Regions from separate parts of the Astyanax mexicanus genome. Here region 2 is linked to region 1. The links are chromatin contacts, called in public Hi-C maps. All regions are on one chromosome and are shown on one strand. The core of a region is the stretch at or near the end of the contact, and the rest is flanking DNA. Distances in the headings are between cores, read along the strand shown. Region 1 holds the start of tle3b (TLE family member 3, transcriptional corepressor b). Region 2 has its middle 130 kb from the start of paqr5b.

Evidence for each region. Hi-C and Micro-C count contacts between places; a contact is called where the count stands out from the background.
Region 2: a Hi-C map of muscle shows a contact between it and region 1, with 6 times the contacts expected there. The contact joins the enhancer-like site here to the promoter of tle3b in region 1. A contact is called at or near these places in 2 of 3 Hi-C or Micro-C datasets (both in muscle).

What each region holds. Positions count from the first base shown.
Region 1 is chr23:5,740,723-5,746,916 of AstMex3_surface, forward strand. It overlaps tle3b (TLE family member 3, transcriptional corepressor b), which reads left to right and starts at 2,377. Exons shown (of 21, transcript XM_049470967.1): 1 at 2,377-3,021; 2 at 4,785-4,905. The coding sequence starts at 4,882.
Region 2 is chr23:5,921,073-5,927,266 of AstMex3_surface, forward strand. No RefSeq gene overlaps it. Among protein-coding and RNA genes, the nearest start is that of paqr5b, 130 kb to the right of the region's middle. Within about 2 kb of position 3,364, the one cell type or tissue checked has an H3K27ac peak away from gene starts, as active enhancers do.

The sequences.
Region 1 (6,194 bases), core at 1,127-3,626:
AAATCAGCAGTCCAAAATGCATGGAAAACTAAAGAATCAATCAGTACAAGGGGCTTATTATCACAGATGGGTTAACATTTAATTTTGGATAAACTAGGCCAGATATTACATAGTATCAAATAAAAAAAACAGTCTAAATTGCCTAATTTAGTACTTAGGTGGAAATTGGTGAAATTTTTAATTTTTGAGCGCAAAACTAAATAATTTAAGTATATTTTGCAGATTGCCACAAGATAGGTTTGTGCAAATTAGGCCAGACGTTCAAAAATTAAATAAAAAAAATGAGTGGTCTAAACTGGCCCATTTTTATGCAATAACAATGTGATTTAATAGGCAGTAAAAAAAGATAGCACCGTGAATTATTAAGCCTATCAAATTGCGTTGGCTTTCTGAGACGTTTTGCTCAGATAAGTTAAAACAAATAAAGACAGTTGGCTGAAAGGAGCCGATGTTTGAGCGGAATAAATGCTTTGTTTAGCGGTATTACAAATGCAGACGTAGAGAAAGAGAGGGAGAAAAAAATCAAACTGATATTTAGCCCCTACTAGCTTTTCCCTCTTTTGTTTTACGCAAGGCTCTTTTTACCACATGGTAGTGACAGATTGTTTGAGCTGGAAGGAAAAGCCATTCGAAGCTAATTAAGCAGCCATTCCAAGCACTATTCGCGGGCAGGAGGCTGAGAGGCGCAGGCATTTGTCAGCGCTCTGCCCCTCGTGGGCTTGATTGACAACGCGGCTCCGTGCCTGACAGGCTCTGCCCTAGTGGACCAATCAGGCGCCGGTATGGAAATGAGGCGCGCCGCGATTGGCTGGAGCGAAATGACGCCGGATTCGAGCCCCACGTGGGGCCGGAGCTCAGCAGCTCCTCGTGATTGGTCGGCTGTTGTCGTTTTTCTCGGGCGCAGACATCATGTTGGGCTCCGGTTGTCGTTGAGCTGACAGCATGAATCAAGTAATGGGGGTTGATTTCACAGATTTTTCCCCCCCTTTTCCTGTTCATTTAGGCTGTACGGCGCGAACAGCCGCAGAGCTGTTTAGTGTATGGATCTGTTTACCTTGATATGTGTGAAATAAACCGATTTGTTGCACACTTTGTCTGTTTTATTATTCTGTGTTTTATATATATATACATACATATATCTGTATTACACTTTGTTTTTTATGCTACTGTAATGCGCCTCTGGCTGTATTTGTGCCTATTAAGCTATATTTATGTAGTTTTCCATTTTTATTACTTTTGTAGTGCTGTAATGTGTGATATGCATCCGTTCCTTTGGGGTTAATCAGGCATCTTTCTTGGATCTTGGATGTATATATTTTAGATAACACCCAACCTTTTTAGCTCGTATTAAGATGCAGAATGTTTGCGTGTTTTACACTTTATTGTGATCCCCTATTTATCTATCCATGCATTCATCATTTTAGGACTATTAATCCTCATGTACACACAAAACATACTCACTTTTAATCTTTTAAACACTCATGAAGCTAAAATCAGCATAATAAGATCTAATAATAAGATCCTAACTCTAGTAAATCCAATTCACTTGATCCATCTAATCCATTTAGAAGAGCTCGATTAGAACCAAGGATCATATTATTAAACGGACCTACCTACCGCAATGTATAGGCCAAAACACATCCCTCACCCCATTTTTTATCACGTTTGTATTGTTTTATTATTTTATTGCATTATTAGTATCATACATGCTTATGTATGTACACACCCAGAACACTAAATCTGAACCTTTTAAAAACTCTCATGAAGCTGATAATGTTATTTCATTTGACTTTTTTTTAAGTCCCATTACAGCATTTTTTTATTATTCTTATTTATATCTTATAAGGTCTTATAGTTAATTGTATCATATCATTCCACCTTAAATCACACAGAAACAGATGTTTGAATTCTGAACTGCTGCTACACCACTTAAGGTGGACCACGAACAATCCACTACCATTTCACCTGATCCATCTAATCCATTCAAAAAGAGCTCGATTAGCACCGGGAATCGCATTAAACCAACCTGGCCAACACGTTTTGAACCCCTAACCCGGCAAAAAAATGTGAATTTCTCAATCCGAATTAATGTCTTAAGACACGCCGCGCGCTCCCGAGCTTTGGTTAGTTAGACTTTGGTGGTTAGACTTCGAACAATCGTCGCTCATGTAAAGCTGTTTGTCTGGCAAGAAAAAAAAAACATGTTCGGATCCAATATGGCGAGCATGAGGTCAGACGCGCGCGGGCCAATCGGAGGGCGAGCCCCACGTGGGCGCACCGTCTTGTGATTGGCTGATGCAGATAAACTCCTTCTTGGAATCTGATTGGCTGTCTGGGGTCGCTCTCTCGCGGCAGTTGTATCCTCGTGTCAGTGGGCAGTCTGTGTGTGGTATAGGACGAGCGGTGGAGGAACTGGGCGAACGCTGTTGCGGGAGATTGATACTTTTTTGAGCTTTGTGTTGATTTTTTTGACCGCATTTCGGATTTGGAGCGTCGGCTCTCACTTTTGCGCGACGGCGGGAGGGGGCTGGACGAAAATTTCCGTATTAATTGTGATTAATACGAAGAAAAACGACCACTTTTGAGGCGGAGAGGCGAGGTTTCTTGCTGCTTTTGTGCTTGGGGGTCTTCGAGAGAAAAAGGAGCAATAAGTGGAGAAAAATCCAGCCTAAAAAAAAAAGAAAACAAAAATCGTGGGGGACTGGGCTTATGTGTTTTTTTATATATTCTTTTCTCTTTTGTTTTGCTTTGCTCTGAACTGAGAGTGAGCTACTGATCGTAAGGACCTAAGGACGAACGGGCGAACGAACGAACGGACGGACGGACAAACGAGTTGGACGGACGACGTTGACGATACAAAGTCCTTTTGCTTTTCAATCCTTTCAGTATCCGCTCTGCTGGAACTATTTATATATTTATCTCTCTATCTGGGAATTCTCCGGGATTTTTGCTTCTACATTCTAAGTGGATTTTTTTTTACATTTTTTATTTTTTCCTTTTCTTGTCGAGGAAGGACAAAAGGTAGCTTGTGCTATTGATTATTGGAACGATCTGCTCGTTATCTTGCGTTATCTGTTACACGGCAAGGCTGCTGATTTAACGTTGGTTAGCTTTTTGTAGGTTGTAATATGTGCTGTAGTCCTGTAGTCCTCTGTTTTACCGTGCGTGGTTGTGGTGGTGTTTTTCACCGCCTTTTGCTTTGCTTGACCTACTACTGTCTTGTAAACTAGGTCTTGTTACCTTGCGTTACTGCTCTCAAAGCATTTAGCGGCTATTGTTCTGCATTGTTCTCCCAATTATACTATTATTTTATAATGCCTAATTTGTTGGTGTTAAACATTTTATATATTAGTGTTTTTTTATGCATTTAGATTAACTTGTGTGCGCATTTGTCTGTGTTTTAAAATGCTATTGTATGTTATTGGCTGTAGACCGTATAAATAAGCACACGGATCTACATCGTGGGAATCTATCTTTTCGGGATTAACGCAAACACGAGTCGCCCTGAGCAGGAAATCTTGTTATTGTGAGAAGGCGAAGAAGGGAAGCCCATCAAAGCTCGTGCTGGTGCTGCTTTGATGCTGTTATTGTTGTCTTTTCAGATTGGGTTTCTCTCGCTTTCACTTCTTTTACACGTTTATATAGCTAAATATTTAGAGAGCTTGAAATGTGGTTTGAAATGTGATTAATAATGTCTGTTGTTGTTATTTCAACGTTGAAACAACGTTGAATCAACATTTAATGTTAAATAGTTGTGCAAAGGTTGAAATGTTAACGTTGAATCAACATAATGTCCACAACCTTCTGCCTTTTGAATCAGCATTTTACATTTAATCGCCATATAATTTCTCAAAACGATTGAATAGAGAAATGAAAAAGTGATTTTACTTCTATTTGCAGTAACTGCTTCTTAATTTAACACCAATTCTTCACTGTAGTGGTCGGTAACTTTCTTTTTACTCAGATTTACTACAGTGATGTAAGTTTATTGTTGCAATCTGTTAACCATAGGCTTTTCTCGTTTCAGTGAGCTATGGTTTATTAAAGGTTGAACGTATGACGTTGAAACAACGTTGCCATATCAATGTTGATTTACTTTTCAAAAATCAACGTTTTAACGTTTTCAATGTTGAAATGCCAGCTGGGTAGGTAATAGGGTAGCTACCCCAGCTGGCATTTCAACGTTGATGTTATGGTTGAATCAACGTTTGGTTTGGTGTTAATTTCGAAAAGGGAATCGTTATATGTTCAATCATTAATAAACCATAATAATAAACCACTAAAACTAACAACAAATCACATGGCTAACAGAGTGTTAACAATAAACTTACATCACTGCAGTAAATCTGACTATAAATAAAGTTACCCACCACTACCAATCTGATTCAACCTCTGATCTCAAAAACCACTAAAACAGTACAACATAGAACAGGAACATTCCCCCCAGTTGTTGCCAAATTTGGTTGTATAGTGATTAAATGTAAAATGCTAATTCGAAAGGCAGAAGGTTAAGGACATTATGTTGATTCATTATGTTTCAACCACATTTAAGGTTGGTTGTGTGCCAGTTGGGTAGTTCTAAGAAATATTTTATCAGAACATAATATACATTCTATTTTATATATGCTATGTCTGTATGTATGCATGGTTAGCCAATAATAAATAAATAAAGAAAATAATAATAATATCCAGTTAGAAATTTTCTTTTAGAATTTCTTTCTTTATTTTATTTTTAAATCTATTTTTTCTGTTTTCTTTTACTGTTCTCCTTTCGTGGAGTGCAGGGCAGGGAGGGGTGGCGGGACATTACTGCTTCTTCCTTACCTGCTCGGATTTATCCTGCAGCAAGACGCCACATCTGCGTGGATCCGTGCGGGCAGGATGTATCCACAGGGCCGGCATCCGGTGAGTAAATCCGGCTTGAGTGTGAACACGGCATTAAAAATCCGAATCATTGCATATTTGCTCAAAGGCATAAATAATGTGTTTTGTGATGTATGTAATTGCTGTAGCTAGCTATAATGCAACATGCTAAAATTGTGTGCAGCTAAAAGCCTAAAAGCTTAAAAACTGAAATATTATAGCCTGATTAGTGCAAATTAGTGCCTACCCCTGTTCATTTATATATCCCCCTTCTCCACACAAACATACAAACACTCCTCGTGCTCACACTTAGCTGTTTAGCTTGTTAGCTTGTTACCATGATAGGAAAATGAAGTTGCATCAAAGTTTAATTTTGCATTCGATGTTATAGTTTTCTATGCATTGTTTGTACTAAACTTTACTTACGTTCTAGTATCTAGTTTGTATTGTATTGTTTTCTTTAGTGCTAATAATTATTCAAATATTAATATTAGTATTTGTAGGATACAAAGCCTCATCCTGACCAATTTAAATATACATTTTAAAAGCATCTTGCTTCAATGTCAGAATTTCAACACTACCTCATGGTTTTGAGGAAATGTTAAATAAACTAGTTTAAAGCTTGTTTTTTTTTCCATCATCAACATTAAAAGATGTAATGGAACCAATACATTTTAGTTTTAGTTTAGAGTTTGTTGTATACAAGCTTTTTCAATGATGTTTAAATAGTGAAATATGCATAAATACTAAACAAAATACAAACTATAGTGTTATGAGGCTTTGTATGTGGCTAAAACCTGAAAAACTAAAATATTATAGCTTAATTAGTGCTAATTAGCTTACCTCTCTTACTTTTTTATACCCCTGCCCTTTCACACATGCATAGGTTATATTCCTCCTTCTCTCTTAGCTTGCTAGCTAATTGCCTTGTCAGTGTAAACACTGAGTTAAACACCTGTCAAAATGGCTTATTTTGCTTATTTTTATTCAGTTGTGGTTTTATTAAGTCTAAACGTAAGTGGAAACCCAAGTTATGTGATAAAATGGTTAAAATGTCTCAAAACAAACCAGTATAAAAAAAAAACAGTATATCTCAAACCACACAAAGGAGGCTAGACAGACTTACACCACATGCGTATGGTGGGTTAGTCAGACAAACTAGCTAGCTAGCTAGCAAGTTAGCTAAAAAAAAAGAATGAAAGAAAGAAGAGGGGGATAAAGATAGAAACTAAGTGCAGGAGGGAAATTTTTATTCCCCCCTTCACACGTGCATAGGTTACTACTCCTGCTCTATTAGCTTACTAGCTAACAACCTTGTCTGTGCAAACACT
Region 2 (6,194 bases), core at 2,114-4,613, 180 kb after region 1:
GATTACCTTTTTGGGGGCGGTCCTGATGAGAGCCAGTTCCATCATAACTGCTACTGCACTGTTATCATAATTTGGTGCAACTGCAGTAGGAAAGGGTAGAGCTGGGGTGCATTTTAATGACAAATAAAATCTAAAATTCCGGCAAAGTATATCCAGGTACAAAACTCATTAAAACCCACATGTTAATTTCAGCTGTAAACAGACCCTATATAACACATGTACCACCAATGTAAGCACATCCTGCATCATGCAGGATCTTCAGCAGGTATTTAGAAGCAGCAGGAGAGGTCTTTCAGATAGATGGGGTACGAGGTAAGGTGTTAGAGAGGTGCGGGACAGGATGGGATGGGGGATATGGGGGTGCTGAAATTTGGATTAGGGTGGAAAGCAGCTCCTTGCTGTCAGCAGGTCCTGTTATCACCTTCCTGTTTCTGTTCCCTCTCGTCTCTTAATGCTCTTCTCAGTCAGGCCTCCTACCGTTCGCTTTCCCCTGATCTGACAGAACAGTGCAGCCACAAGTTATATAACAATATAAAATATATACAGTACATATACTGTATATCACTACTGTCATGCACTGGTACATCAGTGTATTTTCAAAATGGAAATTTAGAGGAGAAAGAAAGAAAAATCTTGATTTTCAATTAGAAATGCAACAAATATATGGCAACCAAAAATATTAGACTAAAAATGTAAAAAAAAAAAAAAAAAAAGCACTTTCTATGTAATTTATGCAAAACAGTGACTATTTCGTGTTTTCGACCATATTGTGTTTTTTTCAGCTGGGATTTTTGCAATAATAAAAAAAAAAAATCAATAAATAATTTAAAATTGTACTTGCATCTATTTTATTTATTCACTATTTGCTTTGCGGCGTTCTAACTTTTTATTTTATTTTATTTTATTTTTTTCGTTTTGTCTGATTACAAACTTCATCAAAATTTGACTTTGGTGCATCCCTACTTTTAGTAAAACTCATTTTAATAGATTCATTTTAAATCTCAATTTTTTATTGGTCCATTTATCCTGAAATTTAACACAATGGCTGATGAAAGATGAAATAAGATAAGATAAGAAAAGTAGGTTATTGCACTAAAAATCTAAACATGGCAAAAATGTCAATGTCAAGTGTCAATGAACTGTACATATGAAGCATATGAATAGCATATAGATTTATATATTATCGTTAATGTATATTGCTGTTTGGTCTATATACTATAATTATACAGTACCAGAAGACTCCAAAGACAAGCATAGAAGAAAGCTTCTGGCCAGTATTTGCTTACATTGAAAGATAATTCCCACAAGATAACACCTCACAACTTAGGCATTCACGAACTGTCCTGTAATTTTCACCTTTTGAGCATAGTTAGCAAAAACATCTATTTTTCTATTTAGTTTTACTATACAGTACTATGCATGTGAATAATATAAATAAAATATGTGAACAGAGTATAAAATTGGACCCTTAAGCAGAAGATAAACACTGTCGTAATATATTATTCATATACAATATATTCAAAGCCCATTTTTCCCTTTAGTTTCCTTTCGTCTGATCTCTTTTTTCCTCGTGTCTGACAGCAGCTCTCGTCTCTGGGTGAAGCTCTGGAGAACATGTTCTTCTGTCTCTTGGGCAATAAGCACAGAATCACTGTATCATCCAGGGACGTGCCGTTCCGTCTCCCACGCTGGCACGGACACATTAGGAATCTTCTAACGATGCACACTGGACAGGTTTAGCGTCTGATAATCTACACATCTCCCCCTCACACGCGTGTGAAAATAAAGAGCTATTTTTGTACCGGCGGGGAGCGAGCGGGTGTTTAGCGAGACTGATGCCTCGGCAGAGTCATTAAATATGAGAAAAGATATGAGCTGTAGTTACAGGACTAAGAAAGTAACGTTAGCTTAGCTAAAGTAGCCTTAGCTATCATCGGTTTAATATCCAATAAACTGGCTGCACTTTTCTACGTAAATTTTCCTTACATGTGACATGTGTGGCACTGCAAAGCTACTGTAAACTCTTTTTATTATATATTAGCATTGCTGAAGTAAATTCATGATTAAAATGTAAAGAGGTTTATAAGCCATTGCTTTTTTTTATTTTCTTTGGTTTAGGATCCAGACACAACTTTTCAGATTTTCCTTTTAGTGAATCATTACCTTTTGTGTAAATTGTTGCTGTTCAATGAAAAAAAATCTTCAAAACATCAAATTTTCAGGAGAGGGATAAAACTTTTTAAACTTTAAATAGAAGTCAATTTAAAAAGAGTTTATTTCAGGTCTTTTTTTAAGAATTTCTGTTGTTCCATTAATTAGACAATTTTGTAACAGTATAAGGGACTTGTAAGGTTTGTGCATTCAAATTATCTAGTAAAAATAAAAAAATAACAAAAATTCCAATTTTTGTTTTTCATTGGACAGTGAGGAAATACTTTATTCCAATTCATTTTGAAGCAATTCTATTTGTTCTTTCATAATGGTTTCTCAATACAATGTAAAGAACAACTGTAAAATGTACATTTTGTCAAAAAGTAAAAAAATATAAAAGACATCAGTAATATAATATAATATAATGTTTACGGATACTGTAAGAACTACTTGGTTATGATCATTACATAGTTATTACAAAATCATATACTTTTATATCATCTCTGTTATGCAAAGACTTTGACATGAAGTATTTTTAACCTAAAAATTAAAAGAAAGCAAACACATTGAATGAGATTGAAAAACGTGTGTCCAAACTTTTGACTGGAACTATACGTATAAAGTAATAGAGAAAATATTATATAGTATATATGGATCCTGCAAGAACTGCTTGTCTGACAATTCTGTTGGTTATGATCATTACATAGTTATTACCAAATCATATACTTTTATATCAGCTCTGTTATGCAAAGACTTTAACATGAAGTATTTTTATCGTAAAAATACTTTTGACTGGAACTGTACGTATAAAGTAATAGAGAAACAGCATGCACTCGCATTAGGAATCTTCTAATGATGCACACTGGACAGGTTTAGCATCTGATAATCTACACATCTCCACCTCACACGCGTGTGAAAATAAAGAGCTATTTTTATGCCAGCGGGTAGCAGGCGGGTGTTTAGTGAGGCTAATGGCTCAGTCGGGTCATTAAACAGGGGCTGTGCTTACAGAGCTGTACTTAAACAGAGCATCTCCTGAGCGTCTGGGTCTGGCGAGTAAAGGAGACGGAGCTTTTGGAAGTGTAAGAATGTCGGGCTGTGATTTTGACACGTTTAAAAGTGTTTGGGACTTAAGCCCCACTGCCCTCCCCACCGCCGCCGCTGCCATCTAGCTGTGGTGTATTTTGAGATCACTTATCAGACCTGACACCCAATCCCCCCGGCTGGGTCGGGCCAGAGCGGGCGGGGCCCGGCGGGGAGGCGAGGGGGGCTGTGGGGACCGGGGTCAAGTGTCAGCCTGAATTAAAGCAATGTCAACACATTCATTCTGACAGACTTTTATTTCAGCAGCTTCATCACCCCACATAGAGCAGCACTGCAGCTTCAATCAGTCATATGAGACACACACACACACACACACACACACACTAATGTGTTTACTGCATAATGTATCCTGTCATATTGCACAGGGACAGAATTATAAGACGGCCCTGTGAGACCACACACACACACACACACACACACACTGTGCTGATGGAATAATGCATCCCATTGCAAAATTGCAGAAGGCCACTCAGGATTCAGACCCCATAGAAATAAATGTCCCACTAGCGCAGTACGCAATCACGTGAAAGGTCCTCATAAGGCACATAAACCAACAAACAAACACACATATAAATATATATATATATACACACAGATTAACACTAAGTAATCCGAATAAAATTATTTAGTAATCAGAATATGTTTTTTATATTTTATATTGTACAGCAAGTAAAAAAATGACCTCAGGGTTCCCGCGGGTCCTTAAAAAGCCTTAAAACGTCTTCAAATAAAATCTGCATGATTAAGGTCTTAAACTGTTTTAAATTTACTGTAATTTTGCTGTAGGTACTACATTTTCAGCGGTTGATGCGACCGGAAGGCACAGTGACACCCTGTAAACATCTAATCCAGGAGAGAACTAAGGTCAGCAGAGGGCTAGCTAACATTAGCGGCTAGCTAGTTAACGTTACCAGGGAGATAACTAAGTTTAACAGAAAGCTAGCTAACATTAGCAGCAAGCTAGCTAAGATACTAACGTTAGCGGCAAGTTAGTTAAGTTTAACAGAAAGCTAGCTAACATTAGCAGCGAGCTAGTTAACATACTAACGTTAGCGGCAAGTTAGTTAACGTTACCAGGGAGAGAACTAAGTATAACAGAAAGCTAGCTAACATTAGCGCCGAGCTAGATAAGATAGTAACGGCAACTAGCTGCAAGTTAGTTAAAATTACCAAGGAAAGAACTAAAAACTACAGTTTTGGGTCTTAAACTATATTTATTGAGGTCTTATATTACTGATTGCGTAACGTATCTTTTAAAATTGATGATTTTTTTAATTCATGTTATTAAAAAAAATAATATTCCAATTTAAATGTCTGAATATTCTAAATAATTAAGTAATAGATCAATTACTTGTTTAAAATGCAGATACATTGCTGTTATATTGTCATTATATCAATGGTATATCGTGACAGCCTTAGATGCATGGTTTAAAGTCCATAAAGATTTATTTGCAGAAAATGAGAAATGGCTGAAATAAAAAAAAAAAGATGTAGAGCTTTCAGACCTTGAATAATGCAAAGAAAACAAGTTCATATTCATAAAATTTTATATACATGTTCTCCTCCACCAGTCTTACACACTGCTTTTGGATAACTTTATGCCTTTACTCCTGGTGCAAAAATTCAAGCAGTTCAGCTTAGTTTGATGGCTGTATATACAGTACATACAACCAAACTTACTTTAACACTCTAATAAAACCACACACACACACACACACACACACACACATTCGGCACACACACACATGCTGCTGGGAACAGCAATACACTGGAAGTTGCGGTTTTGTTGTAATTAGTGAGCAGTGCCTTAGACAGGCAGGAGGGACTAAGGGCCTATTTCTCTTTCTCTCTTCTCTCTCTCTCTCTCTCTCTCTCTCTCTCACACACACACACACACACACACACACACACACTCTCGCTCGCTCAGCAGCTTGTTATTGTGCACCCGGCTTGCTGCAGTGCCCCCTGGGCTACAGCAGGAAGGTGACATCTATCACTTTAGTGCGTCTGTGAGCTATAAATACTTCTGTCAGCCATTGCTCTCCTCCACCCTGACACACACACACACACACTGTCTGACAGCGAGGAAGACAGGAAGCAGCTGAGCTAGGGGAGTGGGGGAGTGGTGAAAGAGAGGAGGAAAGAGAGAGAGGGATGGGAAGAGAGGGAGGGGGGAGGGAAGAAGGGGTGTCTCGTATTCGTGCTGTCACTTCCACAGAGATCTTAATTATCCCGCTAAGCTGCGAGGGAGGGAATATACGCACTGCTGGAGTGCACCCCTGCTTATGTACTGCACTGCTGAGGACACATATGGAAACACCATGCTCACACACACACACACACACACACACACAATCACATCCTAGTGTGTGATTTTGTATAGCAAATTGGCAAAATAATGAACACCTGGACATACCTCTTCTTATTCAGTGTTTTCTCCCTTTTTATGATCTTTTACAGTGTAAATTTAATATTGAAGAATATAGAATATTAAAGCTCTACAGGAACACGTGCTCAATTATTCTATAAACAAAAAGTGTTAAACAAACCAGATTATGATAGAATTATACTTTAGATTCTTCTAAATAAGTAGCACATTTACAGGGTTTGGACAATGAAACTGAAACACCTGGATTTAGACCACAATCATTTATTGTCCTGACGGACAGTTCTGGTGGAAACAGGAGAGTTGAGGTGGTTTTATGTTTTTTGAATACAATCCGGGTTAGCACCCGAACATCCCTTTCAGACAGCATTCTCTTACAGCGTCCACAGTTAATCCTGTTGGATGTGGTCGGTCCTTCTTGGTGGTATGCTGACATTACCCTGGATACCGTGGCTCTTGATGCATCACAAAGACTTGCTGTCTTGGTCACAGATGCTCCAGCAAGACGTGCACCAACAATTTGTCCTCTTTTGAACTCTGGTATGTCGCCCAT